Linked DNA regions of Mus musculus: all the other regions are linked to region 1. Evidence: chromatin contacts called from public ChIA-PET, Hi-C, HiChIP or PLAC-seq and promoter capture Hi-C data. All regions are on one chromosome and are shown on one strand. The core of a region is the stretch at or near the end of the contact, and the rest is flanking DNA. Distances in the headings are between cores, read along the strand shown.

What was found. Promoter capture Hi-C pulls out the DNA fragments that hold promoters and counts their contacts. A called contact is a pair of places that touch in the nucleus more often than the background predicts. ChIA-PET counts read pairs in DNA pulled down with a chosen protein or histone mark. HiChIP or PLAC-seq counts read pairs in DNA pulled down with a chosen protein or histone mark.
Region 2: a contact with region 1 is called in an RNA polymerase II ChIA-PET map of memory CD8 T cells, with 17 read pairs. The contact joins the promoter of Abca2 here to the promoter of Inpp5e in region 1. A contact is called at or near these places in 3 of 39 promoter capture datasets (hippocampal neurons, liver and pre-B cells), 2 of 115 datasets of contacts at active chromatin or transcription factors (memory CD8 T cells and pancreatic cancer cells) and 1 of 9 other capture datasets (liver).
Region 3: a contact with region 1 is called in an H3K27ac HiChIP or PLAC-seq map of thymic regulatory T cells, with 4 times the contacts expected there. The contact joins the promoter of Paxx here to the promoter of Inpp5e in region 1. A contact is called at or near these places in 3 of 39 promoter capture datasets (the 3T3-L1 cell line, hippocampal neurons and liver) and 2 of 115 datasets of contacts at active chromatin or transcription factors (pancreatic cancer cells and thymic regulatory T cells).
Region 4: an RNA polymerase II ChIA-PET map of memory CD8 T cells shows a contact between it and region 1, with 59 read pairs. The contact joins the promoter of Traf2 here to the promoter of Inpp5e in region 1. A contact is called at or near these places in 4 of 39 promoter capture datasets (the C10 cell line, the HPC-7 cell line, hippocampal neurons and 1 more) and 3 of 115 datasets of contacts at active chromatin or transcription factors (embryonic stem cells, memory CD8 T cells and pancreatic cancer cells).
Region 5: a promoter capture Hi-C map of liver shows a contact between it and region 1, with 5 times the contacts expected there. The contact joins the promoter of Fcna here to the promoter of Inpp5e in region 1. A contact is called at or near these places in 3 of 39 promoter capture datasets (hippocampal neurons and liver).
Region 6: a promoter capture Hi-C map of pre-B cells shows a contact between it and region 1, with 2.7 times the contacts expected there. The contact joins the promoter of Slc2a6 here to the promoter of Inpp5e in region 1. A contact is called at or near these places in 3 of 39 promoter capture datasets (hippocampal neurons, liver and pre-B cells), 1 of 15 datasets of contacts at CTCF or cohesin (embryonic stem cells) and 2 of 115 datasets of contacts at active chromatin or transcription factors (bone marrow-derived dendritic cells and memory CD8 T cells).
Region 7: a contact with region 1 is called in a Hi-C map of CD4 T cells, with 3 times the contacts expected there. The contact joins the promoter of Rexo4 here to the promoter of Inpp5e in region 1. A contact is called at or near these places in 1 of 484 Hi-C or Micro-C datasets (CD4 T cells) and 1 of 9 other capture datasets (liver).

Annotation. Positions count from the first base shown.
Region 1 is chr2:26,406,791-26,411,190 of GRCm38.p6, forward strand. It overlaps Inpp5e (inositol polyphosphate-5-phosphatase E), which reads right to left and starts at 2,429. Exons shown (of 10, transcript NM_033134.3): 1 at 977-2,429. The coding sequence starts at 1,797. Sec16a (SEC16 homolog A, endoplasmic reticulum export factor) reads right to left here. Exons shown (of 30, transcript NM_153125.2): 30 at 2,641-4,163. The coding sequence ends at 4,095.
Region 2 is chr2:25,426,473-25,430,872 of GRCm38.p6, forward strand. It overlaps Abca2 (ATP-binding cassette, sub-family A (ABC1), member 2), which reads left to right and starts at 2,127. Exons shown (of 49, transcript NM_001368624.1): 1 at 2,127-2,363. The coding sequence starts at 2,298.
Region 3 is chr2:25,458,995-25,463,394 of GRCm38.p6, forward strand. Paxx (non-homologous end joining factor) reads right to left here and starts at 2,100. Exons shown (of 7, transcript NM_153557.1): 1 at 1,793-2,100; 2 at 1,661-1,721; 3 at 1,451-1,500; 4 at 1,173-1,363; 5 at 1,015-1,080; 6 at 781-865; 7 at 494-707. The coding sequence starts at 1,917. The coding sequence ends at 668.
Region 4 is chr2:25,544,750-25,549,149 of GRCm38.p6, forward strand. It overlaps Traf2 (TNF receptor-associated factor 2), which reads right to left and starts at 2,191. Exons shown (of 11, transcript NM_009422.3): 1 at 2,113-2,191. Gm35476 (a long non-coding RNA gene) reads right to left here. Exons shown (of 4, transcript XR_866044.3): 4 at 3,176-3,316.
Region 5 is chr2:25,625,691-25,630,090 of GRCm38.p6, forward strand. Fcna (ficolin A) reads right to left here and starts at 2,284. Exons shown (of 10, transcript NM_007995.3): 1 at 2,059-2,284; 2 at 1,746-1,859; 3 at 1,588-1,641; 4 at 1,277-1,312; 5 at 951-986; 6 at 566-601; 7 at 322-449. The coding sequence starts at 2,146. Fcnaos (a long non-coding RNA gene) reads left to right here. Exons shown (of 8, transcript XR_003954003.1): 6 at 3,264-3,421.
Region 6 is chr2:27,026,145-27,030,544 of GRCm38.p6, forward strand. Slc2a6 (solute carrier family 2 (facilitated glucose transporter), member 6) reads right to left here and starts at 1,854. Exons shown (of 10, transcript NM_172659.2): 1 at 1,673-1,854; 2 at 997-1,159. The coding sequence starts at 1,761.
Region 7 is chr2:26,962,293-26,966,692 of GRCm38.p6, forward strand. It overlaps Rexo4 (REX4, 3'-5' exonuclease), which reads right to left and starts at 2,094. Exons shown (of 8, transcript NM_207234.2): 1 at 1,760-2,094; 2 at 91-431. The coding sequence starts at 2,026.

The sequences.
Region 1 (4,400 bases), core at 1,179-3,678:
GTCAGGGAGGTTCGGTATAGTCTCAGGATGTTCATGGCAGGGAAGAGGTCTCAGTGGACATCAGCAATTGCCCATCTCGGACACAGTGTGGAAGCTCTCCCAAGGGCATAGAGTAAGCTAGTCAAGCCCATTCCTTGGCCCTGCAAGTGGCCCCTGGCGTCTTGGTCCAGTGGGTTAACTGGTGTCTAAATGTCCTGGTAAAATGCTGACCTATGGCCCCAGCATGATGGGACAGCACCCAGCCCTCCCTCAGGTATCAATAATCACCAGACATCCCTGAGTGCTCCTCATGAGCAGTGGTTAAAAACAAGTACAGGCCTACCTCGAACTGGTCTACAGAGTTCCAGGACAGCCAAAGCTACACAGAGAAACCCTGTCTCGAAAAACCAACCAACCAACAAACAAACAACAAAAAACAAGTACAGCTGAAGAAACCTGTGATCCTCCACGCTAAGAAACCAAGGGACCAACTCAGACACTCACTGAGATAGCTGCCCGGCAGGACACATGGAGATACAAACTACGTGTACAGTGAGAGTGTGAGGGTGTGCTCTCATTTGCCTCCGTAAAGAATGAGGTAGACAAGCAACTTCTACACGTTCAAAGTGTCTGTGGATGACACTGAGCCCCAAAGAAAAGGTTCTGGAAGGACATAGACAGAAGGAGAAAGGCATGATTTCTGAGAGAGGATGGGTGATCTGTCTTATTTTCCATTTCCAAGTCTTAGGCATTCTCTATTCGGATCCATTCACATAGCCCCTGGGTAGCTAGTTCTTTTATATCTATTTATGTAGATGGTGGCTCACGATAGCCCAGACTGGCCTTGAACTTGTGATGATCCAACCTCAAGTCTTTTAAGATCTGGGATTACTAGCAAGAGCCACCATGCCTGGCTCAGTTTGCTCTTGGCCTGATGAGATGAGGGCCTCTGATGACAGCCCCAGAGCTCCCTCCCCCTCCCCCCTGAAAGCCCTACCTGCTTCTGATGTCCTTGGTGCGGATGGGGGCCAGAAGGCTGAAAGATCTGGCTGAGTGAATGGAGTGATCGTCACCAGCCAAGGGGCTCCGGGGTCTGCTAGGGCCCAGGTTGCTGTGGGCCCTGACCAGTCTGGTCTGCATGCGGAGCTTGTAGTCCGTGTGCTCGGGGTCAACCTTGTTTGCTGTTCTCAGGGAGCTGGAGGCTATGCTGAGGTCCATAGCTGGTGGTGTGTGTGAGGCATGCAAACTTGCCAACCTGGAGGGGGGCCCACCTGAGGCAGCATCTCTGTGCAGGAGGTCCAAGGAGGTGCTGATCATTCCAGAAAGACAGTCACTCCACAAGGATGGGCTCCCTCCCTCACTGCCTGTGGCCCTTCGGGACTTAGGTATCTCCTGCAAGGATGTGCTGAGGCAGGGCAGGGGACGGCTGTAGGCAGGGGACTGGGCTACTGAGTCTTGCAAGGAGCCCCTGCAGGGACTGGCCCCATTCTGGACAGTCAGATCCTCCTGACTACCCCGGAAACGCCTCCTTCTCCAGCCCTTGTCATCGAGGGACAGGGTTCGCTCCAACTTGGGTCTAATGGGTGGCTGTGGGGTGATGAGATTTGCCTTAGTTTGTGGGTTCTGGTTGCTTGTTTTTGCTGGAATGCTGAAAGGAGGCATGGGGTTTGTCTCTGAACCCTGAGAGTCAGAGGCTGGTAAGAAGCCTGGTGTTGGGATGAGCTTCTTTTCCGTGTTCGGAGGCTGTCCCTGGAGCATTCTGCCTTCTAGCTGCCCAGGTGCCTCAGTGTGACGCAGGCAAGCTGACTTGGATGGCATAGTCCAGACCTGGCCAGCCCTGACCCCCTCAGCCTGGCCCTCCTAAGGAAAGGGATCCTCCCTGGGAGGTTAACAAGCAACTCTTGTTGTCAAGGATGCACGTCAGAGTTCGCCAGCTCGATGCCATGAAAACTCGAGTGGCTCCCTTTGTGGCATGGGGCGGTCCTTTTGGAGGAGGGCCTGTAGCTGCATGGCTGGAGACTTGAGAGTTCTCACCGATGCCTGAGGAAACGCAGAAAAATCTCTTGGCTCCCCGAAGTCAGCTCGCTAGTCTTAAAAGCGACTTCGTGAGAACAGGCGCCAGGGGGTCGGGGCTGCACTTCACGGAGCTGCACAAGTCTGTCCAGCACCCCCGGCCAGCCCTCCACCCCGCCGAGGCAGAGTAGGGCAGCGCGCTCAGCGTCCTAGGCTCACCTGCGCCCTCCGTTCGGCAGCAGACCCGCCGCCGGACGCCCGAGGTCTGATTCAGCCGGGCCCAGCGCTGGCGGAGGCGGACCTAGGCCAGTCACGGTGGCAGCTGGAACAACGACTGCGGCCCCGTGCCTCGGCCCCCGCCCCCGCCCAGGGTTCGCCCCAGCTCAGTCTAGTGGTCACCCTGGCTCAGGTTCCGTTCTGTAGTCTTCCGGAGAACTGCCCGGCCCAAGACCCTATCGCCGCCACAGCGCCCTCTCGCGGCCGGAGGACCACAGCCCGGTGCCTGGAAGCCACGCCCGACACGAGCTCCCGCCCTGCCAAGCCGCGGCAGGACCAGGCACAGGCAGTCACACCCAATAGCTGCCCAAGGCTCTACCAACACTAAAGATCTCGCTGGTCTGCCCCTCAAAACACAAAGGAAGCCATAAATTAAGTTACTTGAGAGCCCAAAATATTTTATTTAACAATGTGAATTTTGGAAAAATAGCAGCTCCCAGGGAGGAAGCTTCTTGAATCCAAAGTGGTTGGCAGTCAACACAGAGCCTGGGCAGGGTTGAACCAGAGGCAAGGGTCCTGCCTGGTCCCAGCAAGGACACAAGTTGCTACTGACCCACAGGGACAGGCCTTTCTTAATGACAGGAACAGGAGGGTCCAAGTACACTCATCTATGGAACGTCCTGGAAGCCATTCTGTGAGTCTTTCCTAGATGATGCAAGGAACCAGAAAACCGGGAAGGGCTGTACTAATTCCATGTTCTACAATTTCTAAATTTAATACCAAACAAACCATTTATGTTTTCTACCTGCTGATTTTTAAATATTTAACTCTCTTTCCCTTCCTCTTTAGAGTGTAAGGATAGTTTTAGGAACAGTCAGTGAAGCCTTAAAGCTTTGACTCTTATGTGGTGGCAGCTCCTTGAAGTGATATGGGTGAGCCAGTGAGTCGCTGCTGAAGGTCCCTGGTGGGCTTTGGGGTAGAGATGCAAGGTTCCAGAGTGTGCGCTAGGACACCGTAAGCCACTCCAAGATACCACCAAGGCTTTAAGTGCTGTCTGCAGGTGACATTGAGTCAGCTAGAGGGCTCCATACAGACTCCTGGCTAGGAGGGCAGTACGTTGCAGCACACAGCCAGTTTTTGACCTGGTTAATCAGATCAGCAGCTTCAGAATATCAGCTCCCTGGGGCTCTCCCCAGTGACTGAGCCATGACGGAAAGCTCGGAGCAAAAAAAAAACGCACCCAGCACTAATGAGGCCACAGAAAATGGAGTGAGGCTGGAAATGTTGGAGAGACATGCCCTTGTAACCACTTCCTCCCCAGCCTGGGAGCCGCTGCCATCTGGTGACCCTTTGAGGAGCTGGCATGTACTCCCCAGTTCACAGGACAAGGCACAGTTGCCCAGTGCAGTTTGAGGCTCCTCTTAGGCCAGACATCCCAGCAGTCAGTCCTCTCCAGGTAAGCAGACAGCCTTCTCAGTAGCCTAAGGATCCCTGGTTGGTTTGCACCATTTCTCAGGTGAGAAAGGCCTTGGTGTCCAAGTAACTGTGCTCTCCTGTAGTGAATCCCTGCCTAGCCTCTCTGCGGGGATATTCTCAAGTGGCTCAAACCTTAATTTGTCTAAAGTGACTAAAAAAGAAACATTGTTCTTTTACATAAAAGACTTTGAATTAGATTCATTCTATCCAGCATTTGAAAGGAACCTTGAAATCAATTTTTCAATCATTCATATACATAGGCTGCAAGGAAGGAGACACACAGTATGACCGGCTCTGAGTTACTGCCATGTCCATCTGGGATCCACGAGACCTGAGGCAGCTAGTTGGTTCTTGGTGAAGAACAGTTATCTAATCATCTCAGGGTTCCAAATAAGAATCCAGCAGCAATCCTAGTTCAATGCCGCATATTTTCTTTGGCCAATCCTCCCTGGCCTTGAATTTCCCGAGGTGACAGAAGCCTAGAACAAAAGGAACAGCAATGACCTACATGTGTCCATGCCCAGAGGCTGTCCAGCGATGGAGCTACAGGATAACCCCACAGATCAATAACAAATGGGCAGACTCTGTGTTAGCTTCAAGTGTAAGCAAGACCTTCTGTATGTGCCAAGTTCCTGCTGCTCAGCATTTCCTAGCCCACAGCACTGCAGACATGATTTGTTTTTGTTCTGCCAATTCTGTCAAGGTCAAAAGAGCTG
Region 2 (4,400 bases), core at 877-3,376, 980 kb before region 1:
GAGCCTTGCTTGAGTGGTACCTTACCAGGAACTCAAAGCCCACGGCAGGTACAGACCTGAGAACTGAGGTCAGACACAGCTGTGGCTGAGGTGCCACATGTCATAGGTCTCAGTGGGAGGTGTGTCCTGTGTGATGGGGTGTGATGTATCCGTTAGGGCTTTCACTGAAGAGCCTGCTGCAGGTGCCCACTGTGTTGGACTGGGTGGGCCAGGAGGAGATGAGAGGTGAGGCTATGAGTGTATGACAGATTGAGCTCCTGGGATGGGCTGGGGCTTGGGTTTGTCCGGGGATGGGGTGGCAGTACAGGCAGGAAGCTGCCCTCCCCCTGTGGTTTGTGGGAAAGGCCTAACCATGGCTTCCTGCCCTAATCTAGCCTCATGGGCTAACTGGAGAGAAGGAGCCTGAGCCTGGGGCTGGGTGGAGTCTCGTGTCCTCTCCCACCAGCCCAGGAGAGGAGCTGGGAAGTGTCAGGAAGCTTTAGCCCTCGATGACGGTTTGCATTCACTTTAAGAGCAAACTGCATGTCCCAGGCTGAATACCACACAGCCTCCCCCTCCTATTCATAGGCCGGGGAAACCCAAACTGGCCTGCAGTCTTCAGACACAGTCCTCAGGACCACAGCTAGTGGCTCTCTGCTGCCCCCTGCCTGCCATATTGGAGAAAATAGTCCTGTGACAGTATCAATAGGCCCACATTCAAACACTTCTAAGGACCCACCAAAGGCCAGGCTCTAAGAGCAGAAAGATGCTAGGCTTACATGAATATGGAGTAGGTGGGGAGGTGGGTGGTGTTGGGGTAGCAAGTAAACCTCTTATATAAGGGACAACCTGTCTTCTCAGTCACCCCTGCTTTCCAGCCCCTTTTGTGCAGTCTGGCTAGAGCAGGGAGGCCTGATCTGGTAGTCACAATGGATGACTGTGGTAAATTTTCACAGTTGTGATGTCTCAGCATCATTTTGAATATAAACCTAACTTTCTCAGGTCAGAATTAGGGCTCTCTGACCTGTAGCAGTTTCCGGTTATGCACACCCAGCCCTTCACGTGGTGTGTCTAGCTCTTCATACCTGGTAAGCATTTCTGCTGCCCTGCCCGCTGGGCATCTGCCTCACCTGCATGGAAATCGCAGGTGGACTGCAGTGACCCCAGGCATATGCACCTTACGTGTTCTAAATTCAGTTAAAACTATGTAAGAAATGTGTTTGGATGATACCCTGGACCTCAAAACAGCTGTCTCCACCTGCAGAGAGAGAGAGAGAGAGAGAGAGAGAGAGAGAGAGAGAGTATTTTGGACAGGGTCTCATGTTGCGCAGGCTAGCTTTGAATTCTCTATATAACCAAGGATGACCTTGAATACTTCATCCCTTCTGCCTCTGCCTTTTTGATGCTGGGATTACACGTGCGTGGTTGCTCTCTATTATTTATTTTATTGAGATATGGTCTCTCTATGTAGACCAGTGTGGACTTGAACTCACAAAGATCTGCTTTTCTCTGCCTCCCTGAGCTGAGCGCTGGGTTAAAGGTAAATCTGCCATGACCTGCTGTTGCTCTGCATTTTGATAATCTAGGTAAACGCCATTTCATCAGCAGGTGGTGGCTCGTCTATGAGGAACACAGAATGCTTTTGTGAAGGTGGTCGAACTACCGCAGTCCCTCTCATCAGGCTCCTCTTTAAAATATCTAAGTCACATCGTGTTGTTGCACCTCAAGCCGCGATGGGATTCTCCTAACGGACCAATGTCTCTCCTCTAAATGAGTGACTGACCCTGCTTCCTGTCTCTACAAGTGAGGAGGGTCAATCTAATGGTGACCAAGCCTCCTTCAGTTTTCCAAACAGGACAGTAAACACCTTGGGTACCCCTCTGCGTAAATCTCTCAATTGGAGACTCATATTTGGAATCTCCTGGGAGAAGCATAGGGTACCTGCGTTCTCCCTAGACCTCGGAAAGGTGCGAGCCGGGATCTTGGTTTAGATGGGGGCTGTGAGGGATCTTGGAAACACTGCATTATGGGTCCAGTGAGCAGCGAGGCCTAGTGCTGTGCGCAGGTGCAGGCGGGCGCGGGCGCCCCCTGGCGGCTACCCGGGCGCAGAGACGCCTTTAAGTGGGGGCGACGGGCGCGGGCGCGACGAGTCTCTGTAGCTGCGGCCGCCGGGGCGGAGCCTGCGAGCAGCAGGTCCTGGACTCTCGAGCGCCCCGCCCCCGCGCGGGCGATGCCGAGCGGCGCGGCCGGCAGCGGGGCCCGGCGGGGCGCGCAGAGGACAGGGCCGCGGCGCTGAAGCGGCGGAGCGCGGCCCGGCCATGGGCTTCCTGCACCAGCTGCAGCTGCTGCTCTGGAAGAACGTGACGCTGAAGCGCCGGAGCCCGGTGAGCGAGCCGCGCCCGCCCTTAGGGGCTCGCAGGCCGCGCGCCCAATTTGCCGGTGCGCTCTCCGCGTGCACGTGCAGTGTCCAGGCGCGCGCAGACCCCGGGAGGGCGCCACCGGAGACCCTGTTCGGGGCCGGACGATTCCGCGGGCTTCCGGGCCTCCGGCAGTGGGTTCGGCTGTGCCCTGGTCCGCTGACACTCGCAGCGCACGGCTGAGTCACGGGCCGGCGCCCTCCGCAGCGCTTTCTGGCAGGCTGGGGTGGGGGCAGGTGGTCCCTGGACTTCAGCTAGAGCTAGGTGCAGGTTCCTGGTCCAGAGCGCTAGCTGGGACACACCATTCAGCTTAGGGACTCAGAGCCCTGGTCCCATCATCTCTGGGGCCCCCATAGGAACCTGTCTTTTCATTCCCTTTACTGGTACTCTGCCCTTGGGCAAGCACCTTAGGCTGAAGCTGGTACCAAACAGCCTTCGCCGCCGCTGCTACCGCCCTCCTCCTCTTCCTCCTCCTCCTCCTCTTCCTCCACCACTACCACCACCACCACCACCACCACCTTCTCCTCCCTTCATCTCCTTTCCTAACCCATCCTGGCAAGTCACAACCCTTACTCCTGCTTTCTCATCCCTGGGAATGTCCTTGTTGTGTGGACTCAACCTGTTAAATCCCAGCACCCTTTGGGGCCAGTTTCTCCTGAGGCTGCTCCTCTGATTTCTCCTGCCTTGGGCCTCTCTTGGGGCTGGGTTCTGCTGAGCTTCTTAGTACCTGTCTAGGCCAGGCAGGGTATAAAGAGTGTTGGGGTACGAGTCCTGTGTGAGGAGCAGGATGCCAGGCACGGATGGCGTTTGCAGTGTTGGTTTTCATCCCAGTCCCTGGAAGAGCAAGGGCATCCAGAGAGTCCTGGGCCAGCAAGAGTGTCCGAGGGCCCTTGGGATTTTCCAGGATGGAGACAAGAGAGTGCAGGACCTAAAAGAAGGGCCTTAACCAGCTCATACCCAGGGACCCCTTGGGCAGCAACACTCCACCTATGTTCTTTGAGTACTTTAGATTCATAATAAGAAACTCTGGTCTGTAGGCAGGGTGGGTAGCAGTCATCACCACAGCCTGGCAGAATTCCCGTGGGCACCTGGCCCTGGCTGATTGCCAGGACTGGGTACATTCTCTGTTCTGGTTGGCTGGTGTGGGGTCTGAAGGGGCAGCCCTGTGACTATAGCTTTTGAGTCCCTGGGAAGAAGGGACACAGAGTGTATGTAGGCATGCCTTAGTGCTAGCTAGCCCAAAGTTGCTTATCAGGAACACCCCTCAGGGCTTGGGAATAGAGGCCACAACATAGTTCCTGCCACAGCAAGTTGGGAGAAGAGTCCAGCTGTGTGACAGTCAGTTGGAGGTGCCCGTTGCCTTTTCCCTAGGACTGACCCCTGCCTGTTATGTGGATCTGTTGGGTTTTCCTGAATTCGCATGCTTCAACATTCCCAGAGACCAATTAGACCACAGAGGAGATCCATAACCTATGGCTGAGCTACCAGCAGTGGCTGTCTTCTTCCAGGAAGACAGTTTTTGCTGGTGTCAGGGGTGTGCCCATGCAAAGCTTGTGATCTGGAGGGGACCTCAGGACTTCTGCCCTGCTTGCTTCCTTCGCTCAAGTACTACCCTGCCTTGTTGTAGGGACATGGGTAGTACATGGGACATGGGTCCACCCTGGCACCCTTAGGAGGATCACCAGTATAGAGTAGTTGTGGTGGAAGCTAACATCACACGTGGGTATCACCTGCTACCCTCCCCATCCCCCATCACAGCGAGCACAAGGCTGCTCAGGCCCAGGGTGAGCATGGAGATATTGGGGCAGTGTGGAAGCACGGGACTTGTCTTGAGAGACAGAATCCCTAGGTCACTTGCGGTCACCTAGGTAAGACAGGTAGCGCTGGACCTGTGCTGTGAGCCTGTAACCAGATGCCCCTCTGTTGCCCTCCGCCTCCCAGCTAGGACTCTTTCTCCCAGCAGCTCATGCGCAGCCGTTGCTATAGTGATAGGGGAGCCAGCCT
Region 3 (4,400 bases), core at 850-3,349, 950 kb before region 1:
TTAGTCTCCCAAACCAGTCAGGCCAGAGCTGGGCGGGGTGCCCTGGATGGCCAAGGAGGGTGGGGAGCCCCATGAAGCTCAGCCTCTGGGATCCTGGCCAAGTGGGTGGGGGCAGGCCTCCATTCCTCAGTCCAGCCACAGACTGTGGGCCAACCATATCTCCTATAAGGGGCTTCTACTGTCTAATGCCCTCTGGTGGCCTCCAAGACAACGCCTCTGTGCTACCTGGGTGGGGCTTGCAAGTGTGGGACATCTAAGCCTTAGAGAGTTCTGGCTCTACCAGACCAGGACGCTCTCAGCTTCTGTGCTGGCCACGCAGAATCAACACAGTAGGTCTGAGAAAGCTCTGCTGCCTGCCTTAAGACCTAGGCGGGAGAGCCTCCTGGATGCCGAGAGCCTGATGCATCTGTTTGCCTCCCAGGGCTCCACAGTACACCAGAGGGGTCTTCTCGTGCCCCCTCCCCAAGGCCAATCTTCACAACTCAAGTCTGGCCTAGCATCTCTCCCCGAGGGAGCAGTTTATTTGACGGAGAAGGGATGAGAGGCACCTTTGCCCAACAGCAGGACCACAGGGGAAGTGAAGCAAGGGGTGTCTCTGATTAGGGGGTCCTAGATCTCCCCTTTCCTTGCAGGCAGGCTCCTGGCCAAGTAACAGGCTTTGCTGTCCTCAGGTCTCATCAAAGTCTACACCAGCAGCTGGTTTCTTACTAGAAGACAAGAGTATGTAAATACATAGAAGAAAAGGAAGGGACCAGGGCAGGGGAGACAGGTGGCAAGTACCTTTTGAAGCCAGGGTTAATGAGAGACTCCCCTGGACACCGTCTCCTGACCCCAGGCCCAGAGCTGCCTCTCTGGTGATCAAGTTCTGCCAGAAAATAGGATCAGGGAAATCTTGAACTCCAAAGAACCCTGGCCAGAACTCTGTCCACATGGAAAGATTCTCCCATGAGACATCTGGAGAGGCAGTTCCAGAGAAAGAGCAGCCCCAGCCCACATGCCAGGCCCACCCCTTACCTGGTAAGAACTGAGTGCCTGCTGGCTGGGTGTTCTTCTTGGGGCTAGTGATGGTCTCTTCTGCAGCTAAGAGAGAGTCGTGGCATCTCACTCAATGCCAGGAGGGTCTGCAAAAGCATGCCCCTGAGGGAAGGTACAGGTGCCCACACATACAGTACCTGCCAGCCGCCTCTCTAGGTTGCATACATGCTCTGCCAGGCTGAGAGTCAAAGCCTGCAGCCTGGGGGCTGCCTCCGGGCTGGGCACCTTGGAGAGGTCAAAGGCCAGGGCAGGGGTATCCCCTGAAAGGGTTATCAATGCTCTGTCTTCTTGCAGGCTTACAGTTACTGCCTGCTGTTGGCAGGCTGCCCTAAGGAGGGAGATGTGTGTTATGGCCAGGATGTGTTAGCACTACCCCAAGCTTCTCATTCACATGGCCTCCCTAACTGGAACTCACCTGAACCGGGAATGGATATCTTCAGCCCCACTTAGGCCAAATCGGGCTTTCTGCTGGGAACAAGGAATTGTCACTAACCCCGCCCAGGACCCTGGACCCACTGGACATTCCAAACTGCCCTACCCTGGAAATGCTATTAGAACCACTGCCACGGGGAGGGGGAGGGTGGCAAGCTACCAGCTGTCTCCTATCCCCAGCACTGTTACTCACGAGCCTCGCCAGGCTGTCAGGCGAGAAGCAGGTGCTCCAGAGCTCGGCGGCGTCCGTCACACTGGGTGGGAGGGGCTGTCAGGCACCGTGCCCGCTATGCTCCCGCACCCCACATCCCTAGACTCCACTCACTAGAGGTTGAAGTCGTCGCGGTCCCCGTCTCCACCACTATCCCGCTCGCAGTAGCACACCAGGCGGGGGGAGCCCGAACCCGGCGGCAGAATACAAAGCGGCAGCGACAACAACGGAGGAGCCATGACAGCAGGGCGGTCTCGCCGCAGGAGCCAAGTTAGATGTGGGCTGAGGGCGCCTGCGCAGAAGTACAAACTCGGTGACTCACAATCTAAGGTGTTCGCTCGGCGGCGGAACTTCTGGTTTCTGGAGGGACGGAAGGACGAGGCGATGGGCGGTACTCAAGGTTGACATTGTTTCCGGGTACCAGGCATTAAGTAAGAGGCTGACTAAAGGGCGGGGTTTAGCACGTGGGGCGGGGCGGGAAGCACTCGGAGGGCGGGGCTTAGCGCATTAGCTACTCAGTGCTATTCTGGGCTCTGTTCTTTGGCCCTTGCATCCAAACAGAGATCTACTATGGTCTCACTCCTTGTGCTCTTCCGCTTTTCTGGGTCCTTCTTAGCAACATATCTGCCGCTCTTCAATGCCGGTCTTCTTTCCTATCTATCCCCCAAGGGCTTGTACTGCAGGGCCTCCAAACTGTTGGTCACTTGTCCCTTCCTGTCACTTTAGATATAAACACATCTCTTTCTAAAGCTGAGTTGTAACAAACCAAAATACAAGAGTAAGTACAGTACATGTGGAAACGTTTGGAGATGCAGTTTTCTCCCGGGCAATACCCTCCCATTGTCTGAGTCACCACCCTCTGTGTGATACCTGTCAGCCCTGAGGACACCTTCACCAACAGGAGGTCTCTGGAACCTGAGATCTAATGGGAGAGATGACTAGTCCGACAGGACAGCACTCACACTGCAGCAAATGCTCATGAGAATCCACACAGGGCCTGCATAGTAGGGGCTGATGCCACCTGCAGAGAATGGAGCCCAGCAAAGGGTGTGCTCAGGAGGAGGCCTGATGGGAACAGAAGTCTTCCCAAGGCTGTGGAAGAGGGCTAGCATGAACCTATGAGAACCATGGTGAGAGTGGTTAGTAACTTGGTGAACTGTGCTAACATTTGAAAAGTGCCATCAGCCAAACATACTCAATTCCCACTTTCCTCTAGTTTTGCTCAACCCTGCTGAGGCTCCGGACTAGAGCCTTTGCGTGCATGGGTTTTTGCCTGTCTCCAGCCGGGTGTACTTACCTGTAGTTCTTTTGAAAGTGTCCTCTTGAGGATCCATGTAGAACATTTCACCTCTGCTCAAGTCTCCATCCCTCTCTCCCATGTCTTACTTTCCCTGCTTTTCACTGTGTACCGTACATCCTGGTTTTAGGAGTTTCTGGCTCAGCCTTGATGTCTGCCTGCATCTCCACCATTGTCTGACCCCCTCCTAGAAGCTGCATCTAAGGTCTTGCTTCTATTCTAGCCACTGGAATATGGCAGAAATGATGTCTGTCATTTCTCCCATCCCTACTGCATTGCTCACCACAGCACAAGGCAACCCAGGAAAACCTTTGATATTAAAGTATGGAGGCCTGCCTGTGCCAGAGCCAGAGCCAGAGCCAGAGCCAGAGCCAGAGCCAGAGCCAGAGCCAGAGCCAGAGCCAGAGCCAGAGCCAGAGTCAGAGCCAGAGCCCCAGAGCCAGAGCCAGAGGCAGAGGCAGAGCCAGAGGCAGAGCCAGAGGCAGAGCCAGAGCCAGAGCCAGAGCCAGAGCCAGAGCCAGAGCCAGAGCCAGGAAGCAGAGTCCTGTCCAGGCCTCAGGTCTGGGAGATGGTGAACGGCATCCTCTTCCACTCGAGGGGCCTGTCCCAGACCTTAAGGACCTGGAGATATCGCTGCTTCTTGTTCTAGGCTGCTAAAGTCTGCAAGGATTTGTTTCTCAGCCTCCCATGGAGCTGCTGGTTTTGTTTGTTTGCTTTGTTTTGTTTGTTTTACCAATTTGAGTGAAAAACTTTAAACCGACTACAAAGCAGAAATAACAGCATAATGAGCCCCAGATGGACGAATTATCAACATTTTGACAAATTTACAATCAATATTTTTATTAAATTCTATTTTATTTTATTAATTTTTGCATAATATTCACATTACAGGTGTCACTGAACTATACCCTCAAACATTTCGGGACAATTTTGTCTCTTCAAACATTGGTACTTCAGGGCGTGGTGGAACACACTTGTAAATCCAGATGGAAAGGCTGAAGCCCAAGGATCCCAGGTACCTGCTCAGCAGGAGTACACAACAGGGTCCTAGCACACACACAAAAGCCAAACAAGTTATACTGTGTCCAGTATAAACACAGAAATAATACACTTACCTTCCTGTGTGTGTGTTCTACATATTCACATGTACACACATATGTGCAAGTAGAGACCAGAGCCAATGTGAGCACCTCCCTCAGTTTATTATTATTATTATTATTATTATTATTATTAAGCATTTCTATTCATTTTATTGTGAGTGGGTGTATGTGTGTCATGGTACAGAGGTCAGAAGTCAAAGGGCAGTTAGTTTTCTTCTTCCATCCTTAGGTCCCAGGGATCAAACTCAGGTCATAAGCCTTAGTAGCAAGTACCTTTACCTTTAGAGGCATCTCAGTGACCTTCTATTTGATGTACTTGAAAGCT
Region 4 (4,400 bases), core at 941-3,440, 860 kb before region 1:
ATGTCCAGGTTCCAAATCCTTGACTTTCTTTAGCTGAACCATCCACCAAAATTACAACCTGCCCCAAATACTAACTCCACTGCCCACCTGGGTCCCAGATCCTAGATGCAGCAGCCACCGTGTCTCCTCCTCTATGGACATGAACAGGGCGAGCACACTACAATTATGAGATGGATGTCCAGTGTGGCATCCAAGCTGTCTCCAACCCTCTATGTAAAGGGGGCAAGGCCAGTACACAGGGACAGATGTTCAGCATAAGCCTGGAAGCCGCACAGCCCATCCTTGGCATAATCTGGAGGATCTATGGACAACTCTTTCTAGATTTTTCTTTCTTCTCCAGGTCATCCTGTCCATGCCTGTAAAAGCTCCCACCCCATGAAACCCACCTGCCAAGCTACACTGACAATCCATGTAGCAACCACATGGGAAGTGGAGGCCTGACACCCCACTGTCAAGAAGGAAACCCCAAACCAACTCTCAGAAAACAGTAGTGAGAGGAGAGGCAGGAAGCATCTCCTTCTTGGAAGAAGGTTTTCTCCAAGTTGGCTGCTGCCATGTCCTCTGTGCTGTCCAGCCTGCTGCTACTTCATGGGTGCAGGAGGAACCACAGCAGGGATTCCCAGAGAGCTCTGACTGGAAGTGCTCAGTGTGCTGCAGCCCAGGAGCCAGTGAGACTAGGTTATGAATGCACATGGCCCTTGCTCAGGTGTGTGGACATAGTGGAGAATCTCCTGAGGAGCCCATGGTGACTGGCAAACAGGAGAAGAGTAACAGGGTTCCAGGCAGCCTGTATTGTCAGAGAATAGTCAGTTTAGGTACGGACTAGAGGGTCCCAGGGAAAAAAACAGCCAACAGGTAAACACCTCACAGACCTGCTAGGCAGGCAAGGAGCCACCAGTTCAGACCAGAGACACAACTGCTGACAGCACTCAGCCTTCCAGATGTACACACAAGGCTTGATAAAAAACAACCCTTCCTTCAGCTTTTAAAACTCAAGTATTTATAAATCCATCATTAAGTATTCAGCAATAAAGTTAATTTTTAAGACTTAAACATCAATTTGAGATTGCTTGGGGTCTCCACCTGATAACAGTTAACTTTGGGTCACTAAATACCACCTTTCTCAGTCAGTTACGCAGGCAGGAAGGGGCCGTGGTGGCAAGGTCAACTGTGACTTCTCTGGGGGACTGGTAGCCAAGCTAGTGAGTTGCACACAAGACAATGATGACATTGCATTGTGTCCACGGAGCTGAAAGTTTGTTTCTCCGATTTTGGGGCCCGCTGGGAGTACGTCTGTGAGTTCTAATCAATCTCATGTCCTTTCCACCTACTCAGGGCTTCAAGTCCATCATGTGGAATATACACTAGGTCCAACCTCCATTAGGCAGGCGTCAGGAGGTTAAGGGCCCTGGGATCAGTCTCCACACCCTGACACATATGCATCTATCCCATCAACATAGTTTCCAGGGCGGTGGTGGCGCAGGCCCTTTAATCCCAGCACTCAGTAGTTCGAGGCCAGACTACTTTACAAAAAGCAAGATAGTTTCCAGAGAAACAGAGGTTCTGAGGGGCAGAAAGGTGAGATCTGAAAAAATAAAGGAGGACAGGGAAGGTAAACCACCAACAGGGAAGAGGCCTTATGGGGGAGGTGGTGTCCGTGATTTGTGTAGCCGGGTGTCAGAAAAGGCGACGTAAATTTGGCAGACCAAATTTGACTGCCCCATCCAAAAAGCATAAGTGGGTGGGAGGTGAGCGGTAAAAGTGGCCTGGGAGACCAGGTATTCGCTCAAGGCCAGTAAGGGCAAGTGGGGCTCGTGGGTCCCTCGGGCGCGATGCCGGACCGAGATCTGGGGCAGGGACCGTACTGCTGTAACCCCGAGCCACCGCGGTAGGCGCGCAGCCAAGCACCGCTGCGGACGTCGCGAACTTTTCCGGCCCCCCTCCCGCGACTTTCAGTTTCCGGCTCCGCGGCTCCGAAAAGTCTACCCACCCACCTCACCCAGACAGCGGCGGCCCCGCATCTGACCCCCAACCGCCACTCCCACCCCGCGCCTGACCCCAGCCCGGCCGCCGCTGAGAGTAGACCCCCCGCTTAGATCCGCGCCGCCTCACCCAACGGTCTTCGCGCGCCCGGAACTCAGCGCTCGCCGGGAAACACCCCCGCTGCCGCGGCCCGCCCCGTCTGACGGACAGACGCACGCGCCTACCAGGAGCTCACAGGGAGCAGCAGCGGCCGTCGATTTGTCAAATAGGCCGCCTTGACTCTGCCCGCTGACAGACGGAAGCAGGAACCTACCAGGAACGAGCACGGAACCGCAGAGAGCGGTGATTAGTCAGAGCGGCGCAGGGGGTGGGGGCTAAGCCGGTTTCTCCGGTTCCTAGCAAGGTTGTTGAGGAAGCTGCCTTGAGCCTCTCTTCGTGGACGTCAGTCACTTGCAGTCACTTGCCACCAAATGTAACTCGAGTTCGAGCCCTGGGTCCACATCGTGGAAAGAGAGCAGGGGTTTATGCATTATTTAGTCATACACACAAATAGACGAATAAGTGTAATTTAAAAGTTTAAAGAGTTAACATTTCAATGAATATTTGCGAACAAAGAAGTGTAGACAAAAGGGTATACTGTGGAACAAACTGACATACTACAGCTTCCGCGACGAGATTTTTTTCCATCTGTTGTGGGAGAGGTTGCAAGGATGAAAGGCAGGTACAAGGGGAGGGGGAGATGGGTGGGATGGGGTGCATGATGTGAAATGCACAATGAACCAATAAAAAGGTTTTTAAAAAAGTTTGAAGGATTCATCAAGAGCACCTTCAACCACATGAACAGGGAAATGTCCCCCAAGAAAGCTTATGTTTGGAGACTTGAGTCTACGTCAACATGTAGATTTGTACACCTCTGACAATTGTCTATTCTCATCTCTGCAGTCCTGTTAAAAAGGTATTTTAAAAAAATTATAAGTATGTATGTCTGTGCACATGAGTGAAGTATCCAGGGATTCCATACAAAGAGGCCATTGTATCCCTTAGAGCAAAAGTTATAGGCTCAGGGCTGAAGAGATGGTTTAGTGGCTAAGAGTACCGACAGCTCTTCCAGAGGTCCTGAGTTCAATTCCCAGTAACTACATGATGGCTCACAACCATCTGTAATGGGATCGGATGCCCTCTTCTGATGTGTGTCTGAAGACAGCTACAGTGTACTCATAAAATAAATAAATAAATCTTAAAAAAAAAAAAAAAGTTACAGGCTCTTGTGAGCTGGGACCCAAACCAAACTTCAGAACTCTGAGAGAGCTCTTAACTCCTGAGTCATCTCTTCCTGCAAAAAAGAAAAAAAATATATATATATGCTGACACATATCTCTATATATCTCTAGACATCACACACACACACACACACACACACACACACACACACACACGCTACACACATAACCACATATAAACAACACCATACACATATATGTATATACACACAAAGTATTTAGAGCTCACCATCAGGGGTGTCCAACCCACAGCATGTATCCCAGGATAGCATCCCAACATTTGTAGCTGTTATATCACAGTGTGGAAGGATGGACACCTCTGCACTCTACCCTCTGTGTCTTGCCTGCATTCATTCTGTAACTGACTTTAAGAGATACTTATGCTCTTCTCTTTGGCAACCAGTCTCTTGAAACAATGTACCCCAGGAAATTTAATTATTCTCCAGGAGTCTCAGAAGGAGAAAGAAGGCTGAAGCCTGGGGCCAACCGAGGAAGAAACTTGTCTCCTGGGAAGAGATGTGCAGCTTCAGGCCATCTTGCAGGCTAGCCGAGCTCAGACAATGATGGGTCAGTGATGGACAGGACCACACCTTGACCCAGCCTACTTAGTGATGCATACCTCCAGCCTCTACTTGAAGTTAATTACTTCATCCAGGAGCTGGAAGGTAGATATGGTGAAGGCTGTGTCATTGAATCTCTTTGTTTTTCTTTCTAGTATGGATACATTGAATAGATCTTTTCTGCTTTTCACTGGTAAAGTTCACCTCTGATTAGCTTATTGAGGACAAATGATTGAGCAGGGCTTGTTCGGGATGCCAAAACAGGCTCTGACCCTAATAACTCTGGTAGCAGTTTAATGAAGATTGCAAGGATTCTGGGAGCCGAGGGAGTCCAAGTGAGATCCTGCAGCTATGAAAACTGTTCTGGGACAAGAGCTGCTTGCAGCAGGCACTGCTGATCCAACCACATTGACTGCACACCCTTGCTCCTGTGGAAGTTGGAATTCCCCTAACTGAATCAGGAATCCCACCCATAGGACAGCAAAGTTGTCCTCTTCTGCTGAAGTTCAGGCAACTGCTGGGTCACGTAGCTTCCTGGAGCCTTTGGGGCTTATTCACGGTAGTGAGTCCACACCTG
Region 5 (4,400 bases), core at 1,034-3,533, 780 kb before region 1:
TTATAAAGAACCTCATGAGTGAGGAATAGTTTTCAGGGGCAGGGAGTACAGGGGACTGAGAAGGTAACTGATAGATGATAGTGGCCCAGGGCTGACATGTTTTGATGCATCTGTTATGACTGGGGTCCTGTCGCCCACTTAACTCACTTCACAGAGTTCTAGATCTGGTCCACCAGTGCTTGGGTCTCGCTGGAGGGTGAAGCACCACATTATTTTTTTTTTTTCCCCCTGGTTGCTCTGCTCTCTCCCTGACTTCAGCTCTCCAGAGTGTGGCCGCTGTGTGCAAACCTCTTATGCCCCACACTGAGCCTCCTCACTCACGGTCCAGCCCCCACCGTCCACATCCATGTCACAGAGCACAGTCAGTGGCCGGCAGTCAGGAAGATGGATGGTGTACCAGCCAGTCAGGAAGATGCCCCGTGTCAGCAAGTCTTTGCAGCTCCGGGGTCCTGTACCATGGGGAAGTGGGCAGGGTTGGCCTGTATCTGGGGTATACTCCCTGGGTGGGGTCCTGCTGTATTCTTGAGAGCAGGAAGTAGGAGGGGCCAGCTGAGAGGTCACTTACCTCTCTGGCACAGGGTGTCTCCCAGCTCCTTTTCACCTGGGCAGAGTCATGAGTGTTATTTTCTTCCTTGGTCCCTTCCCATCACATATAACTCCCCTAGACTCCATATTCTACTTGGCATACATGGTGCCGTACCCTCCTGCTAAAGAGCCCAGCACACCCATCCTGGCTGGCCCCATTAGGCTCCTTTGTGTTTGGCTGCTGTTATGCATTGTCCTGTCTGTGACTATACCCAGAGTTGGGATAGGTCAGGGTGCTGGCTGGGAGGCTGGCTGGGCCCACAGATGCTTCATGCTACTTCAGCCCCCGAAGCTCACTCTTCTTCACTCACAACCAGAGGGTAAAGACACTGGAAACGTTAGAAGAGACTATGGGATGTACTTACCCAGAGATGGCGCAGCTCCTGTATCGCCTTTCTCCCCTGGAGGAATACAGCATACTAGCCTTGTCCCAGAGCTGGAATCCTGCCACATCCTCTCCTGTACCCCTCCCAGCTTCCAGCCTCTCCCCTAGTCTGTGAGCCCCCAACATTCTGATATGCATAATGATCCGGGGAGACTTTGGGGACCCCTGAAGTAGTGCTTCTGGGAACACCCACCTTTCTTTGTATTCAAGACTCCCCTTAAGCCAACAAGACCCTAATCCCATATTGCTCCATGTGGAGCTGTCCTTCCTGGTCCCTTCCTAAGGAGACTTGTTTACTAGGCTCACCTTTAACTCCCGGGGGCCCCATGGTTCCTGGCTCTCCTGTAGACAGAAGGGGCATTCTTACAGTGCTGGTTCTTTTTCACTTCAGTGTGTGTGTGTGTGTGTGTGTGTGTGTGTGTGTGTATCCACCTATGTGTCCATCCATGCGAGCAGAACTTGTAGGAGAGAGATCTGAATGCCCAGCCTGTAGGAAGGGGGCAGGCATGCATCTGGACATAGGGGAGGATGGTGTGTGGGCTCAGGTGCTACTGGCACCACTCTCAAGACCTGTCTGGATCTTAGGCAGATAGACCCATGTGAGAATTCCCTCTTACCTTTGCTGCCGGCAGGTCCCATCTTTCCTGGGCTGCCCTGAAAGCCCCGTTCTCCTGTAAACACAAGGACTAAACTGGATCTCATCTCCTAGGTAGGATTGGAGGGAGCTGGGCCAAGGGGAGGCTAAGGGGAATCCCTCTCCCATCCAGATTGCTACCTCTTCCAGCAGGGCTTCCAGGCTCCCCTTTGGGCCCAGGTGGGCCAGGAAAGCCAGGGCAACTTTGGATGACAACCACCTTGTCCTGGGCCCCCAGACCTACGACCTTAACATCTGCATAGAAAAAAAAAAAAGAGGGGTGGCTTTGGAGCAGCATTGAAAACCACAGCTCTCCGTACCCACTAGCATTCATGCAGCCTGTCTCTGGATGTGTTTTCAGGCTGCCCTTCTAAAATGTCCCATCTCCTGCTGCCACATGTGCAGGCATATGCAGGTATGTGTGTGCCCACACTTCTGAGCAGACCCCTCTCACCTGGACAGGCACCTCTCTCCTGACCCAGGGCCTGGGAGGGACAGAGACAGAGCAGTCCTGAAAAGGCCCACAGCGTAGGCCACTGCATTGCTCTGGGTACAGCAGCCACTCCTTGACTCCCTGGCTCTGGACGGAGGCTGAGGCACTGATGAACGAAGTGAAGACCCTCACTGCCTGGATTCCTCACGGCTCAGCTTTTTCTCCTGAGAAGGAGTGCAAGTTAAAACCAGGCACACTTCCTGTGTGTCACCAGATGGCCAGCGCCACACCCAGCAGTTCCCTGTAGCACATGAGTACAGTACTCACACACTCAGCACACTTTCCCAGTCAGCACTGGGGATTCGGGGCATGAGGACACCACCTCCTTCTCTTCCTTCTCCACCTTCCTCTTCCTCCTCTACCTTCCTCTTCTGCTTCTCTCCAAAGAATAGATTCCCAAAGAACTAGCTCAGAAAGGCAAGGCTGGCCAAAGGCGCCTACTGAGCTCCCAGAGCCAAATGCTGAACCTCTCAGCCTCCCATCCATGGATAGCAGACAGAAGAAGCCTTCCTGAGAGAGTGTGAGGCACTGGCTGGGCCATGAAAGAGCTGAGCCTGGCCCTCCAAGCCAGCAGAACCCTCGTTCTCACTACCCTGCCTACATCCTTTTTTTTTTTTTTTTTAGATTTATTTATTTTATGTATATGAGTGCTCTATTTGCATGTACACCTGGATGCCAGAAGAGGGCATCAGATCCCATTACAGATGATTGTGAGCCACCACATGGTTTCTGGATATTGAACTCAGGACCTCTGGAAGAGCAGGCAGTGCTCTTAACCTCTGAGCCATCTCTCCAGTCCTGCCCTGTATACCTTAATACCTACCTACTGCAAAGTCTGGCATCGGCCTGGCTAGGGTTTATAGTGAGCAGGGAATCCATAGGGACCTGAGTGCCTGCAGGCCAGACTAGGCCAGCTATGCTCCCCCATTCCTTCCCCAGCACGCCTCCAGGCTGCTGACCTCCCTCTGTCCCTCCAGGCCGCTGACCTCCCTCTGTCCCTCCAGGCTGCTGACCTCCCTCTGTCCCTCCAGGCCACTGACCTCCCTCTGTCCCTCCAGGTCGCTGACCTCCCTCTGTCCCTCCAGGCTGCTGACCTCCCTCTGTCCCTCTAGGCTGCTGACCTCCCTCTGTCCCTCCAGGCTGCTGACCTCCCTCTGTCCCTCCAGGCTGCTGACCTCCCTCTGTCCTCACTGGCACCAGTTCCTACAGGAAGTGCTCTTTCCTGCCCCAGGCCTGAACCCTGAGGTTCATCGGAGTAGCCAGCTCTCTAACAGCAATGGCTTCCCCCATCTCCAACTGCAGCAAGCTGAGCACAGCCCAGGCGGTAGGTGTTTTAAAAATAACAAGTCTAGGGATGTAAATGAATAAAATAATTCATTAAAAAATGTTAAACCTAAAAGAGTCTAACTTTTCCAGCGTTATCCCCTTTCAGCCAACTTTACACCTGCATCATTTTTTTTTTAGATTTTATTTTTATTTCTGTTTAAAGATTATTACTTTATGCGTAATGGGTGTTTTGCCTGCACATATGTCTGTGTACTAACTGCATGCCTAGTGTCCATGGAGGCCAGAAGAGGGTGTTGCATCCCTTAGAGCTGGAGTTTACAGGATGGTTGTGAGCCTCTATGAGGGGGCTGGCAATTGAATCCTGGTCCTCTGGAGGAGCAGCCAGTGCTCAGCTGCTAAGCCATCACTCCTGCCTCTCGATTTTATTTGTGTGTGTGTGTGTGTGTGTGTGTGTGTGTGTGCATGTACACATACATGTGTGCAGGTGCCCGATGAGGCCAGAATAGAGTGGCTTCCTGGAGTGGGGATGTCAGGCAGTCCTGAGCCACCTGACTTGAGAGCTGGGACCTCTGCAAAAGCAGTATTGATGAGCTGTCTCTTCAACCCTGCCAATCACTTTCTTTTTCCTTGGTTTTGGTTTTTTGGAGACAGGGTTTTTCTGTGTAGCCTTGGCTGACCTGAAACTAGAGAGATTCACCTGCCTCTGGCTCCTGAGCACTGAGATCAAAGGTGTGCACCACCGCCTAGCTGATGATTAATAAGTGATTAATAATAATCACTTTTCTACACTGTGCAGTTGAATTATTTTAGGTTTTTTTTTTTCTCCTTAATTTCTAAATTTGGATAGGAATGGTGTCATATGCTTCTAATCCTGAAACTGGGGATGCAGAGGTAGGAAAATCTCTACTATTTTAAGGCTAGCCTGGTAGACATAGTGAGTTTCAAGTCAGTCAGGGCTAAATAGTAAGACTCCATGTAAGCCCCCTTCTTTTTTGAACTGGGTGTGAGGTGTAGCT
Region 6 (4,400 bases), core at 604-3,103, 620 kb after region 1:
CTCACCCCCACCGGAGTCTAGAGAGAGTTCCTCCAGAGCTGACCCAAAACCCAGGCATTCATTGGTAGAGTCCCCTGTTGGCAGAGGTGCACAGCAGCCTGTGGACAACTATATGTAAAGGTACCATAAATGTTCTACTCCAGAGGTGCTTTGAGGAGAGGGGGCGCCTGTCTACAGTGGCTCTGTCCAGGAGTGTCCAATATTTTTTTGAGCCCAAGCAGGCCTCAAGAACATGATCTTCCTCCTTCAGCCTCCCAAGTGCTGAAGTTAAAGGCATTTTCTATGGCTCACACACTACCAAAGAGAACCCTATGACTTGTAGGCCTGGGACTTTAAGATTTGGGGGTCATTGGAGTTGTTGAGGAATAAAGAATTTGGCTGGAGTCTGCCACTCATGAGCAGTGGGACCAGGGCACACAGTGTGGCCTCAGTTTCTTAGTTGCGTTATGGGAAAAACATAGTTAACCTCAGGGGTGAAGATATTTCACGAAGTGTCTAGCATGTGCTCAGCATGTGCTGTGCGCCTTGCACATTCCCACCCCATTTGAAATGCTCAGGAGACCCCAAATCTTTCCAGCTTTGCTGTCAAGTCGCAGTCCTAACTCAGGGTCTACTGACATTCTAACGTTAAAGTCTTGGGCTCCTGGGCTCTGTTTAGCCACGTTCTGTCCTTGTCCATATGGCACCTCTCATCCCGCTAGCATCTGGTGTGACTGCCTCCAGGCACCCAGGAGGATGTCAGCTCTGCTGTGGCAGCCTGGCTTTGGGTATGGGGTTGGGAAATCTTCCCCTCAGCCCTGGCCCACATCTCTGCAGGATGTCACTTCCTCATGTCACTTGCCATCACCGCTAGCAGACGGGAATGCGTGTTAGGGAGAGATACCGGTGCTCTAGGGGAGGTTCCAAGGCTAGGTGATTTTAGTTCCCTGTGGTAAGCAGGTTGAGTGGGCCCATGCTCCCTCCACTACCCCATCTGATTTAGAGAACAGGCCTCACCCCAAACCAGGATGCCTGGATTTTGTCCAGGTGTAGTGCTGGGTCAGAAGAGAGCTTCAGTTCAGGGATGACTGGAGATGTGTAGACCAAGGCATACCCAAAGCTGAAATTGCCCAGCACAGCGGCGAAGGTAGCCAGGAACACCCTTCTGTTTTTCAAGGCCCTGGTGGGGGATGGGGTAGAACCAAAGGACCAAGGACAAGTCCTTTAAATGGACCCTGAGTTCCCAGACTGCTGCCTTCCCCGAGCCCATGACCATCCAGCTCGGCAGATAACCAGGAGAGGCCTGGGTCCAGGGCCAGTCAAGTTGTCTTCAGGCCTTAGCAGCAGCTCTGGGAAATCCCCAGGCTGTCGGCTGGGGCTGGTGCCCGTTTTCTCCAGAAAAGAAATTGTGGTTTTTGCCTCCTGTTGTGATGCTCAAAGCTTGTTCTGTGATCTTAGGCAAGACCCATGTCCTCCCCCTGTGGCAGGTGGGGATCCCACCCAGTATTCCTTTGGAGGCTCTCTTCTTTATGGTGGTCCAGTTCTTTAAATAGGACTTGCGAGCATGCGGTAAGAAAGAGTCAGATGACTCTTGGTGGCCACTCACCAGAAGTCAGTAATGGCCCAAGATGTGTATCGTCTGCTGGAGATAAGGCCATCCCAACCTCCCATGCCCACACCCTGAGACTCTCACCCGGCTCGTTCTCTCTCTCCAGGAGTCGCGGGCACCTCGGGGAAGGTATCATAGTCGAGTCCCTCGGTTCTTAGCAGGGGTTCCTGCATGGCCAGCGCGGATGGTCAGATACAGCGGGACTCCACTGCAGAGCTAAAGCATCTGCCTGAGCCCTCAGCACAGCAGGCGAAGCTCCGCCCTACAGATGCGATTGGCTGCAGGGCGGCCCTGCAGAGCCGTGCTGTCCAATGAGACAGCCGCACGCCTCGGATGCAGGGTGCGATCGGGCTCCCGGGCGTGTCCCATCGCGTGCGCCTTGAGGCGCTGGATTCTGCCGGGGAAACCCGCTTCTAGGGCAGGGCCGCCTGAGCACCCTTTCGCCAGGCTAAGAGCGTGGACTGCTCCATGGCTGGGTCTGGCTTTATGGAGGAGAAGCCCAGAGAGTCGTAAGCTTGCCAAGGTCACACGGAGGATTGTTATTATTATATATTTTTTTATTATTGCCTTGCTTGGCCCTGTTCTGTGCCCTCTCCCGTCACATAGATGTCACTTCTACACCTGCCACTTCACTTCTCGCCTCCTAACCCTAGTTGACTCCAATGAATCACTACTTTGGGTGTGTACAGTAAGTAGGAGGAGGGTGGAGCAGAAACAATTAGGGGTAACTCCAGCAGGTGCCCTGCGGTGTCTCACCCCATAGCTGTGGACAAACCCCAAGGCTTCTCTCTGCTAGCAAGCAATCTGTCTCTGAGCTACATTCCTGATCTCTGGGATTTCCTGGTTGTCCAAATAGCTTGCACTGTTCAAAATCATTCCAGTAATGGTATAAAATGACCAAAAAAAACGAAACAGAAACTTCTCTAGGAGGTGGAAAAAGCCACAATCAAGATGCCTATCTGTGTCTTTGGACTTTTTCAGTCACAGGAGTGGACTTACTTCCTGTTCACATTTATAAACTGACCCTTTGTTACCAGGCTATTAAAACAGTAAAGGGTGTTGTAGAAGTCTCAGTTCCCCTTTAGAAACACTTCTAGAGAGGACAGTAGAGACCACAAAACTGCTGCGACCCACCCTGGCTGGACGTCTTTCCTTCCTGTGTTTGCCTTGCCTGTCTGTTACTTAGTGGGGAGGTGAACTTTCAGTGAGTGGTGTTCCACTTCACATCCAAGCTGAGTGTGTGTGTGTGTGTGTGTGTGTGTGTGTGTGTTATACATAATTTTGGGAGCCTGAGAGCACTGGCTGCTCTTGCAAGGACTCAGGTTTGATTTCCCAGCCCCACGGGTTGGCACACAACCCTCCTCTTACCTCCATTTCCAGGACAATTGGTGCCTTTTGGCATCAGCTTTTATGTGGTACAGACAAAACACCCAAACATGTGAAAAACTTAAGATATATAATTTTTAAATTTTATGTCTGTCTGTGAGTCTGTGCTCCTGAAGCTGAAATGATGGACTTGTAGGAGCTGGAGTTACAGGCCGGTCAGTCACCAAATAGTAATGGGAGCCAGAGCATATAGGACCTGGTCTTGTAACCGCTGAACCATCTCTTCAGGCCCCTTCCACTCCTTTGTCATTTGAGACAGGGTCTGATGTATTCCAAGCTGGCATCAAACTTTCTAGGTAGCCACCCACTTTAATTTTATCCTCTGGCCTCCACCTCCAATTGGGACTGCAGCCCTGGATTCATTCTGTGCTAGGGATTGGACCCAGGCAGGCACTACATTAACTGAGCCACAGCCCTATCTTACTCTGAGATAAGTTTCACCAGGTTGTCCAGACTGGCCTTTCAATACTCCTGCCTTAGACCACTAAATACTTGGGGTTGTTAGGTAGGTAGTCAGACATGCAATCTTGGTGGCCTTTGAGGACATCTCTCACACAATCAGTTCTGTATCCCACTTCCTGTGTCCTGGCAATGCAGCTTTTAAGGAAATGTCATAGTTGCTCCTTAAAAAATTTAAAAAAAAAAATGGGGGCGGAGGGGAAGGTCTCTCTATTTAGCTATGGGTGACCTGGAATTTACTATATTCCCTGGTGGCCTGCCAGGGATTATTTAAGGACCTTTTTTGAAAATATATTTTACTACATTTTGTTTGTTTATGTGTGTGTGTGTGTGTGTGTGTGTGTGTGTGTGTGTGTGTGTGTGAGAGAGAGAGAGAGAGAGAGAGTGAGTACCATAGAGAGAGAAGACATAAGTGAACAACTGGAGATAATCAGTTCTCTTCTTCTACCCTGTGGTCCCAGAAGCTGGACTCAGATTGTCTAGTTTAGGTAGCAAGCATCTTTACCCACTGAGCCATCTCACCAGCCCAGGACAGAGCGGGTCACTATATTCTGCTGGCAAGGCAAGTTCCCTGTGTCTTACCATGTTTCTTTCCCATGCTCCCATGTGGTCCTTGTCTGTGGGATGTGATGTAGGAGGGTGAAGCCTTTGACAGGCTCTTCTCATTTGGCTCACTGGGATGCTTTCTTTCCCTCACCCACCATTCCCATAACCAAGAATGACCTTGGCTCAAATTTAGGGGAAGAGAGGGGAGCAAAGAGAGCAGCTGGGGCTTGCCCCAATTTGGCACTGTGGGTTGGTCCCTGAAGCCCATGACAGAAAATGGAGGCACTGTTCAGCTTTGACCATGTGTGCTGTGTGTGATCCCAGGCTTCAGGGCCTTTCAGACGAAAAAAATTTACATGTTGCTCGAGTGTGCGTGTGCGCATGCGTGTGGTAGTGCATGCTGCATATGTGAAGGTCAGCG
Region 7 (4,400 bases), core at 844-3,343, 560 kb after region 1:
GACTGTACCAGGGCCGAACGGTGGTGGTGAAGACAGTGGATCACCTGTTTCTGTGGATGTTCCAGGCACCACAGCAGAGTTGATACTTACTCAGTGGGCGTGGGCTGATTCAAGATAACAGCTGCCTCCGTAGCTTTCCACTTAGGCTTGAGAGCCCCTTGATGAGAAGAGATGTCACTATATGTCCTCTTCTTGGCTCCTTTCTTCTGCTCTGTTCCAGAGGTATCTGTGGGAGGTACTAGTATCTTCCTGTCCGTAGGTGCAGATGTAACAGAACCCCTAGTGCTCTTGGCCTTTTCTGTCCTCTGCTTGTCTCCCTTTGATTTATCTGAGGCCTTTTTTCTGTTCTGCTGGATTATTTGGGGGTGCATTTTGTCATCCATCTGAGAGACAAGAGGTTTTTCTGCGGCCTGTGACTTTTGTTTCAGTAGCTAATGGAATCAAAATTAAATATAAGCCACATTTATTATTTTGTTAAAAGCCACATTTAATTTTGAACTGACATACCACAGGTTCAAGAAACTTGTGTGTACATCTATTCTATCATCCATGCACTTCCCATCACCACTAATGGTGCTTTTCACTTCTTTATTTGGAGTTTCACTTAGTGACTTCCATGGTCAACACTGTGGGACACAGTGATCACTTCCGTTATCTCTGGAGGCGGCTACAGCTCAGAATCTAAGGAAGACCTGGAGGAAGGGAGTTCAATGGAAAGAAAGAAGTCCTGTGAAACCAGATAGGGCTGATCCATGTAGAGGAGAGGTCCAGGAGACCAATTTCTTCCTTGTGTTCAAATCTCCAGTTAAGACCACAACAAGATGGCAACCAGCTGAGAGATGTTGCAGTGAGTTTCTACTTATTCACTCCCCTAATACTTAAAAGGCCTGAAGGATTTAGATTCTTGTAGAAACCAGAGCCAAATCCAAGTTTCCTTTAGTAAACATGTCCTCCCTGCACACTTTACTTTCTTGGGAGAAAGAACAAGAACCAGCATACACAGCCCTGACTGTCCACAGGGTTTGGCTGCTCCTGGGTGTCCTGTTGGAAGATCCACACTAAGGAACAAGGTGGAGTGTTGTTATGGAGGCCAAGAAATTCCTTATTGTCTTTCTTACTGAGGCTCCATGACATACACTCCTCAAGACTCCCTAGAAGTCGACAGTGAAGGCATATTCAGCACCCCAGTTCTGCTGTTTACACCGTATGTGACCTACTTTCAACTCAAACCCTGTAAGTTATGTGTCACAATTTCCCCGTCTAAGAAACAAGGGCAGTAAAAGCATCTAACTAAGCTGGGCGTGGTGGCGCACGCCTTTAATCCCAGCACTCGGGAGGCAGAGGCAGGCAGATTTCTGAGTTCGAGGCCAGCCTGGTCTACAGAGTGAGTTCCAGGACGGCCAGGGCTACACAGAGAAACCCTGTCTCGAAAAAACAAAAACAACAAAAAAAAGCATCTAACTAGTATGGAAGAATTTATGAATGGGGGTAGGTATAGAGGCTCAGGACTAGGGAGGCTACCTAATGTAGGAGGACAACCACTAGTGTGGGTATACCCTGAGCTACAATAGTTCCAGAACCACTGGGCCAGAGTTCTGGGACATAGTTTAAGACGTTGCCAGGGTGGCAACCTAGATAAGTGATTCATAATTGAGAAAAAGAATTTGAATGAAGCAGAGGGCAACATCCCTTCCTCCTTCGGAGTCTGTGGCTACCTGACAGAAAGTTCGGGATGAAGGTGGCCTGTCGCCGGTCTCACCTCTTGCAACGCCTTCCAATTTTGAGAAAAGTTCTCGGGGGCCTTCGGCGGTCGGCCTGCCACAGCCGCCGGGTGGCTTCCCGGAACCCCACTTCCTGCCAGAGCTTTGCTCTTCCTGAACTTCTTCTTGGCTTTCTTCCTAGCGAGCTTCCTGATAGGCCCAGGTTGGGGCACCGGCGCGGTGGCCTTCGTCTTCATCTCCCCGCTCTCCGCAGTCGGAACCACCAGGGAAGAGACCGCGACTCCAGCAACCGCGCAAGCACACATTTCCCAGGGTGCAAGCGTGCTCCACTGCGCATGCGGGAACCCGGGTTGCTGTTCTCTTCGCGACCTGCTAGAAACCGAGACTGCATCTTTGGTTCCGCACGTATGCGGACTCTGCGACTAGCCCGCTAGTTAGCACTGGGGGCTGACAGCCCTGGCTAGCAGCGCTGCGGTTGGATACCCAGAGTTTGACGGAAGGGAGCCCAGACCTTCACAAAGATCTGGTGTCCCGGAAGGCCGCAAATGAGGAGACTCTGGGACACCGGAAAAGGCTGGGGGACTACTCTCGGTGTGGCACTCACGGGGGTACGGAAGAGGCGGAGGCGGGTCTTGTGTAGGTTGCCCTATGCACAACCACACACTGCGAATACCGAAGCCTTCCCCACGTCTCTGGTTTACTGACTGCAAAGGCACGCCAGCAGTGTCCGATATTAATGATAAAGCAAAATTTAATTGTGACTATATACGTATACATATACATTCTTAATCGCAGTGTTAATGACCAGCAATCTATTCTTGATCCTGATAGTGCAATACAGATGGGGCGGTCACAGTTGAATCGTTTGCCCTCGGGTTTCTCTGACTAGAGATAAGCAGCAAAGCCAACAGACCACGTAAGAAGGTTTGGGAGACTTGGTGGTGGCTGTTAGGAAAAATATCCAATCAGGACACCCCCTCCCCGGCACCCCCCAAGACCAAGTTCTGAGCACAGAGAAGGCTAGGCAGATTCCGCAACACACTTCAAATTGGCAGTTAAAGAGACTAGGCCTAAGGTATGGGCAAGTCCAAGCAACTCGATTACTAGTAGAAAAAAAAAAAAAAAATCCAGGCTCTAGCCTTCGCACCTGTTGGTATTCTGTCTGGACTCCACCCCCACCGAAACCTGGCAACAGCCAGATATGCTCCTCCACACAGTTACCTGGTAGCAGCTAGGTAGGACTGACCCTATAAAAGGGGCTGCTTGCCCCCTCATCCCTCTCTCTTTCTCTCTCACGCTTTTGCCTCTTGGCCCCTTGTTCCCCCCTTTCCCCATTCCCTTACCCCCTCTCTCCATATGCTCATGGCCAGCCTCCAATCCTCTCCTCCCCCTCCCCCTCCCCCTCCCCCTCCCCCTCCCCCTCCCCTCTCTGCCTTTGTCTCTACTACCCTCTTAACTCCCCTCCCCATGCCCCGAATAAACTCTATTCTATACTATACCGTCATGTGGCTGCTCTCTCAGGGGGAAGGGATGCTGAGGCATGGGCCCACTGAGGCACACCCTTCCCCCACACCCTGCCAGAACAGATCTTAGTAGCTCTTTCTCTTTTTATGATCACAACAGCACTCACTCAGATAATGGTTCTGGAATGCCTAGAGATAGAATAAGATAAAGCCCATCTACCCCAGAAATCCAGTGCGCTTTAAATCGAGCCTTCAAGCTCACTTGATGGTCTCTCTATCTTAGCAATGGGAGACCCCAGCATGCTGGACTTCTGCAGAATAAAACACTCTTTGCGGTTACATACTATTTGAGTCCAGGGTGCCAGTTTTGGGGGACCCTTACAAAAAGAGATTTATTTGCCCCAGAGGGTAGGAAATAAGAGACATAGATATGAGAGAGAGAGAGAGAGAGAGAGAGAGAGAGAGAGAGAGAGAGAGAGAGAGAAAACAAAGTAGAGGGAGGAGGCTATTTGCCCTGGGGGGTGGTACCTCTGCCTACTGATGAAACAGGAATGGCACTAGGAAATTGGCAGTTTATGAAGATATAAAGGACGAGGTGTTTAATTTGTTTGTTTGTTTGTTTGTTTGTTTGTTTTTCGAGACAGGGTTTCTCTGTGTAGCCCTGGCTGTCCTGGAACTCACTCTGTAGACCAGGCTGGCCTTGAACTCAGAAATCTGCCTGCGTCTGCCTCCCGAGTGCTGGGATTAAAGGCGTGCGCCACCACCGCCCGGCCGGTGTTTAATTTTTAATTGGACATGTTAATTATGTGAGTCAAAGGGGGCTTTTCCTTGCTAGACCTCAGTGCTTTTATAGCTGGACTTTGGTAGTCAGCCTCAAAAGGAAGAAGAGACCAGATAAGGGAATGCACCTTGGTGGCTAGCCTTAGGAATGTAATCTGATGGTTTTTAGCAAGGCAGAGGGAATGGGGAAAGGGCAAGGCCTGCCAGAACCAGGCTCACCATCTCAAGTTGGCCAGAGTCCCTTTAGTGGTAGTCATGATGCTGGTGGGGTATGTGCCAAACACCCTTGGCACCCCTCTCCCTCTTAAGTTAGAGACCCAGGGAATCCAGATGAGTTCAATGACTAGGAGAGAAATGAAATTTTGTAAATTGCAAATTTAGCATTTGCTTAGTTTTCTGTAGTAGTTTGAGGTCTAGAATCTTCTGTCATGGGACA